Linked DNA regions of Sus scrofa: region 1 is linked to region 2. The links are chromatin contacts, called in public Hi-C maps. All regions are on one chromosome and are shown on one strand. The core of a region is the stretch at or near the end of the contact, and the rest is flanking DNA. Distances in the headings are between cores, read along the strand shown.

The links. A called contact is a pair of places that touch in the nucleus more often than the background predicts.
Region 1: a Hi-C map of retroperitoneal adipose tissue shows a contact between it and region 2, with 1.6 times the contacts expected there. The contact joins two enhancer-like sites. A contact is called at or near these places in 5 of 47 Hi-C or Micro-C datasets (embryonic fibroblasts, heart right ventricle, retroperitoneal adipose tissue and 1 more) and 1 of 2 datasets of contacts at active chromatin or transcription factors (skeletal muscle).

The regions. Positions count from the first base shown.
Region 1 is chr16:27,481,696-27,485,538 of Sscrofa11.1, forward strand. All of the region lies in intron 2 of CCDC152 (coiled-coil domain-containing protein 152), which reads left to right. Among named protein-coding and RNA genes, the nearest start is that of CCDC152, 8.9 kb to the left of the region's middle. Within about 2 kb of position 1,901, at least 18 of the 83 cell types and tissues checked have an H3K27ac peak or open chromatin away from gene starts, as enhancers often do. A contact at or near this core is called in retroperitoneal adipose tissue, where this site is marked.
Region 2 is chr16:27,278,111-27,281,425 of Sscrofa11.1, forward strand. The region is part of intron 1 of GHR (growth hormone receptor); the gene reads left to right. Among named protein-coding and RNA genes, the nearest start is that of GHR, 21 kb to the left of the region's middle. Within about 2 kb of position 1,366, at least 8 of the 83 cell types and tissues checked have an H3K27ac peak or open chromatin away from gene starts, as enhancers often do. A contact at or near this core is called in retroperitoneal adipose tissue, where this site is marked.

The DNA of each region.
Region 1 (3,843 bases), core at 651-3,150, 200 kb after region 2:
AATCAAACTTAAAAGTTTCTGCACAGCAAAGGAAACCTTAAACAAAACGAAAAGACAACCCGTAGAATGGGAGAAAATCTTTGCAAGTGAAGCAACAGACAAGAGACTAATCTCCAAAATTTATAAACAACTTCTGCAGCTCCATACCAAAAAAACAAACAAGCCTATCAAAAAATGGGCAGAAGATCTAAACAGACAGTTCTCCAAAGAAGACATACAGATGGCCGAGAAACACATGAAAAGATGTTCAACATCACTCATTATTAGAGAAATGCAAATCAAAACCACTAGGAGGTACCACCTTACACCAGCCAGAATGACCATCATCAAAAAGTCTACAAACAATAAGTGCTGGAGAGGGTGTGGAGAAAAAGGAACCCTAGTACACTGTTGGTGGGATTGTAAAGTGGTGCAACCACTGTGGAAAGCAGTATGGAGATTCCTCAGAAGACTAAACATAGAACTACCATTTGATCCAGTAAGCCCACTCCTGGGCATCTACCCAGAGAAAACCATGACTCAAAAACATACATGTACTCCAATGTTCATTGCAGCACTATTTACAATAGCCAAGACATGGAAACAACCTAAATGTCCATCAACAGAGGAGTGGATCCAGAAGAGGTGGTACATATGCACAATGGAATATTACTCAGCCATTAAAAAGAACGAAATACCAGCATTTTTAGCAACATGGATGGACCTAGAAACTATCATGCTAAGTGAAGTCAGCCATACAATGAGACACCAACATCAAATGCTTTCACTGATGTGTGGAATCTGAAAAAAAGGACAGACTGAACTTCTTTGCAGAACAGATGCTGACTCACATACATTGAAAAACTTATGGTCTCTAAGGAGACAGTTTGGGGGTTGGGGGGTTGTGCTTGGGCTGTGGGATGGAAATCCTGTGAAATCAGATTGTTAGGATCATTATACAACTACAGATGTGATAAATTCATTTAAGTAATAAAAAAAGTTTAATAAAAAAATATATATATATATTTATATCTTTAAACACACACAAACACCCTGTCCTCTATATCGAAAGATAAATAGCATCCTGGTAACAGTGCTTTCTTGGAGGGGGAGGGAAACTGGTTAGTTTTGGAGCAGAGATCAGTAAGATATTCACTTTTCACTAAACTTGTGTTTCATGTGTATGCATTATTTGAAAAACATAATCAAATACTTTTAAAAATCCAGTTATGTTTTCTGAATCTATTGGATGGCCTTTTTGCTGAATAATATACAGCAGAAGTGAAAGAACAAGTGAGAATGATGACTTAGAAAACAAAGTGTGTACTAATTCACTTCAAGAGGAAGAATGAACTACATGTATGATTGGACTTGTTCAACAATAAAGAATGGGATCTTGATGTTTTATTTCTTTCGCTTCATACCAGATAAAGAATTTCTTGGCCAGTTCAAGATAATATTGATACTGAGGATCAGGTACTATAAAAAATGCTTTTAATACATAATTGTATTTAGTATTCCCAACTGCTTTATGAAATAAATGTTAACGCACACATTGATAGCTAATAGTAGAGCCTAAGTTTGACCTCAAAATACTTACTAAATTATATCATGTAAGCAGTAGCTTAATATTTTGAGCTCTAGTTTTTAAAGTTGAATAGGATAGTTTTCTTCAAATTGCATTGTGAAGTCCAACAGAAATGATAATGTAGGTAAAGACTTGCAAAGAGATTTAAAAGCTATTACTCTAAAATAGTGAATGGTATTCTACCAGATGGAGAATTCCTTATTTTGAACACTTTGCTTTGTTTAAAAAAAAAAAAAAAAAAAAAAATGTGTTGAGAGAGCCACCTTGTGTTCTAAATTTGAAAATACACATTTTTGAAACATTCAGTATACTTTCATTTTCAGGGCTCTGTTTTCAATTCGCTGATTACCGAGGTACCATATTTCATGAATGCTGGATTCACACTTTCAAAGGGACAAAGACAAGTGATAGCAGTGTCTATGTCTCCACTTTTAATTGTAGCAGCTAATACAGTGACATACATAAAGTAGGCAATGTCAAGTTGTCATTTAACCATCATTCTATTCCTAGGAAACAGCAAAAGGGAAGAAAAAAGAAAAAAAAAAGGAGGATAGTAGGAACTTTGAGTTGGTGGCAGGGAAGGTTGAGGGGAAGTGTGGAGGAGTAGAATCTTAAACTTGCATAAAGCTTTTTAACTTCTGAAAACTACTTTCATTTCTATTAGTGCAATTGAAAAAAATACATGGAGACTGAGTTCAGGACCTCTAACTGAAAGGCGAAGCTTTGTAGTCACCCCTCGCAGTACTGGCTCTTTCATTCAGTCAATATGTTAAAATACTGTTGAACACTTATGACATAGTCACCATGTTAGATGTAGGGAATATCAAAATAAATATGTCTTTACCTGAAGGTGTTCACTATCTAGTGGGAGAAATCATAAATAACTAAAATGTATTATAAACAATGGAGAAAAGCGATGTATACAAATTTTTATGGAACACAGAGGACAGAAATAGTAACAATAACAATGCTAAATATTTGTGAGTAAATTTTAAAAGTATTTTTTTTGGTTGTCAGAACAATCTGATACATGAGAATAGTAGCTTACCCAGCGTGTCATAGCTACCAAGTAAAGAAGAGAAAACTCTAATCCAATTCCTCTGATTCCAAATTTCATAGTTCTTCAACATATACTGCAATTCCTGAGAAAGTATTGAATTGAGAGCACAGGACTTGAAATGCAGAAAACCTATATTCAAACCTAGACCTTCCATATAGTGTGGAATCTGGTCAAGTAACCAGACCTCTAGAGTGACTTCCTCCCTTTGAAAATCAGGATAATGATACCAACTTCTCAGTATTAGTTTGAATACTAATTGAGGTATTTTTTTTTCTTGTTATGGCCACACTTGTGGCATATGGAAGTTCCCGAGGAAGTGTCCAGGCCAAAGGTCAAATCAGAGTGGCAGCTGAGGCCTACACCACAGCCACAGCAACATGGGATCCAAGCCGCATCTGCCACCTACGCCACAGCTTGGGGCAACGCCAGATCCTCAACCCACTGAGGATCAAACCCGCATCCTCACAGCAGCAATGTCATGTCCTTAACCTACTGAGCCACAACAGGAATTCCTAATGGGAGTAACATTTATAACATGCTTGGTGTAATGCCTGGCAATGTAAACATTCAATAATAGTACATTATTGTACCTAGATGACTTTTTATTTTTAGATACAAATGCAGTATTTAACCATCCAAAATAGATGCCCAACTAGAATGGAAACTAGTCAGTATTTCTCACTAATGCATAATAGCTGAATATCAGCCGTGGGCCTCTAAAACTGAAAGAAAGAGAGTAAGTTTCAATGTTTATTAGCTATTAAGCCAAGCACATAAAAGTGAAATTGTTTAATCTTTCTTTTTTAAAACATTAAGTTACTCTTTCATGAAGTTTTCATCCTTATATATTTAGCTGTTATAATTGTAAACTTAAACTAGCATGACTTTTATTTCTTATAAGATGTGATAGCAGTAACTATCAGAGTCTTTCTCTGACTCTGTTCTTGCCCTCTTTCCAGGGCCTCCATCTACTCAAATTACTCTGAAGAAATGCTCCTGTGCTGGTCTTGGTGGCAGCAAAGTAGTTAAACTCATAGACCTTAGTGCTGGACTGCTAAGGTTCTTTTTTTTTTTTTTTTTTTTTTTTTTTGTCTTTTTGTCTTTTCTAGGGCCACTCCCGCGGCATATGGAGGGTCCCAGGCTAGGGGTCCAATTGGAGCTGTAGACGCCAGGCTACGCCAGAGCCACAGCAACGCAGGATCTGAGCCATATCTGT
Region 2 (3,315 bases), core at 116-2,615:
CCAGCGATGGTGTATTCACTCCTTAGTAAGGCGTAAATAAAAACTTCCATAGTAAATAGTGTTCAGTTTTATGGTACTATAGACGTAGTAACATCATTCAACATTTCCTTTAATGACTGTTTAATAATCAGTATATCTCTGCACCATCCACAGCTCCTCATTTTAATACTCTTGTACTCAGAATTGTTTAGCAAAGGACCTTGGCAGGTGGGTGAGTTTGGGTAGGAGGTGAGGACAGCAAAAGCCACAAAACCGTTGGAAATTGAGACTGGGTATCACAGCGTAAATACCATACACCCCTGCAAGCTTTGGGGACACTAGTTACTGGTATTAACCAGCAGAGTAAAACTTAGAGGCCAAGCCCTATGTAAACTGTGTGTGTGTGTCCCCGTTCGTCCGTCTGTCCATCTCCATCCATCTCCCACAGGATCCTGCATGACTGCTATACCACCTGAATGAATGTACCCTTTTTGTGGTGGTAGCAGTTTTTCACTCTTCTTTTATGCTTGATTGTTAGTGTCTTGGTTAGTGATCTTTTTATTAATTTTTTTCTTAGGCAACATAAACAATAGAAGATTTCACTTGAGTTTTCTTACCGTTGTATATCATTATTACTGGAATACTTCATACAACCTATTTAACTTAATTGGAATGTGTACACATACACAGGCCTGAACTGCCCTTTTCCCTGTAATGTTAGAAAATACAGCTCTGTGTACATTAGGGAATTTGCTTTGAGTCATAGACCCACCCTTTACTCTGTGTGTGAACAGTGAGGTATAGAAAGAACAATTTTTAGGATCTCGATTCTGGTTTCCTACCTTCCTGTCATTTTAAATCTTCCCTTGGTCAGGTAAATAAAATTCAATGAGCCTCATAAAACTAGGGTTGTATCACATATAATTAATTGAGTGGGTTCATCTGAGGATTCCTCATGGTCTTCCATGAGGAAGGTCTTCTGTGAGCTGTACCTTCATCTGTGCCCCTGGTTGAAGCCCCTGAATAGTTAAAAGGAAATTGTGTTAATTAAAATTAGTCATCAGTTGGATCTGTCTTTCCACCAGCTTGCATGAATGATGCCTTGCCTTCCTTTCTGACAGGTACTCAACTAGAGGATTTTTTCGAGCTCCAGTTTTTCTAATTCACATCTAGCCTATAAACACTAAACTGGCATAGTTAAAGGGATCCTAGACTAAGCCTTTTATCAAGCAAATATATCCCTGTAATGACATCTTATTTGTCATTAAATGTAGTTTTGTTGTGAGTTCAGGTTTTCTGCTGAAGGGTACATCTGGCTAGACAGCTGGAGGCTGAACTGCAGGCCTTGTGTTGCTGTCTGAACCCCACCCCTGGAATGTTCCAGGCAGCTTTCTGTGCTTCCTTCCTTAGCTGAGCACTGATGAGCTTGCAGGGTGTGAGAAGGAAAGTCACACATCCTCCTGGCCCCTTTTGCTACACTCTTCTTTAGCTTGTTACTGTTCTCACGGCTAGCTTATTTAAAATCAAAATTTAAGAAAACTTATCCTCCAAATTTTGACCCTTCCCGAGTTCCAGAATTCCAAAAAAATTTTGTTGAATAAATACTAAATAATAAAACATTTATTTAGTAATATATGTAATCCCTGTAACAAACTAGAAGCTGGGGTGGTAGGGGGAGGGTATTGTAAGGCTGAAAGGGAGGGAGTGAATGCCGTCTGTCTAGCCATTGTGTTACAGGGGCTGGAAACCCGGAGCCCACTGAGCAGAGAGCTCTCCCGAGAACAGACTGGATGGGAATCCTCTCTACACCACTTAGAAGTTGTGTGACCTCAGGGAAGTTACTTCACCTTTCTGTGCCTCGGTTTCCTTGTACAAGAGAGGAAAGTAATAGTGCCTGGCATGCAGGGTTCGTGTGAGGATTAAATAAGTTAATACATGCAAAGAACTTAAACCTACATGGCCCATAAATGCTCAGTAGGTATAAGCTGTTCTGAAACTAAAGAAAGAGAACCCAGAAGTCGTGTGGTTTGGCGGAATATTGACCACGTTCTCTTCCCTTCCTCTTCCTCTGCCCTCTCTGAACCACTTTGCTCACTTGTTTGTTTGTGTGCTTTTCAGGGCCACACCCACAGCATATGGAGGTTCCCAAGCTAGGGGTCGAATCTGAGCTGTAGTTGCCGGCCTGCACCACAGCCACAGCAACGCAGGATCCAAGCCACATCTACGACCTACACCACAGCTCATGGCAACGCCAGATCTTTAACCCACTGAGCAAGGCCGGTGATCGAACCTGCATCCTCATGGTTACTGTCTGTATTTGTTTCTGCTGCACAAGGGGAATTCCCTATTTTGCTTACTTGTGAATCCATCCTGTCTCCTGTTTCTCTTCTAGCTTAAGAATTTCCAGCAAAAATGTGTAGAATAAATACATGCTTTGGAGGGCACAAACCAGGTGTACCTTTCAGCTAAAGTGACTGCATCATATAGTCATTTTATGACAATGGAAAGCTCATTTCTTAAATGGGTTTAACCTTTTGATTGGCTTGATGATAAGACAGGACAGTTAGATCTAAAGGATGAGCATGGAGGGCACGGCATTATGCTTTTAGGAGAGAAGTTTTCTCCGCAGAGCCCACTTGTCTTGGTTTTAGTTGCTGTATTTTGTATGGGTGATACTCAAGAAAGCATAATGGAAATCAAAACCAAAGAGCAGAGTTATTCCTCAGGCCTCCAGTGCCTGTGTGTCTTTCCAGAATTCCTGATCCTCACCAAGGCCCCACTGACCTCAAAGGGCCCTTCTTGCCAGGCTTGAAGTACATCTGAGCCAGGGGGCTGGGATTCCAGCCAAAGCTGAATGAAGGTGCAAAATATATGACTAAAAAAAGCCCAAACACGTGGCATTGGGTATCATGGATAAGTTTGTTGGAGAAATGGTTTATAAATAACATGGAAAGGGGAGAAGGAAGAGGTCAAGATACAGAGTTGTGGTCTGAGACTTGAGGGGCATCATTTCCAAAGTGATAACATACTAAAATCAAATGTGCTCCCCAGATAAAATCAACTCCACATGGGCTTCTTTTTGTTTATCAAGATGTTTTATGCATTTGGCAGTAAGCATTTTAAAGGCTTGCTTTTATGTGGAGTACATCGAAAGACATTGAGTGTGATTTCAAAACAAATGAATGAAAACAAAACAAAAGCAGGAAACAAACTCCATGAAGGCATTGTGTTTTTCTGAGGATGATCTAAGGTTTGAATGCTGAAGAATCTGGAATATCTAGGGCTCTTATTAAAGTGGTGTCCTCCTCCAAACGTAGCACCATCTGTCACAGGATG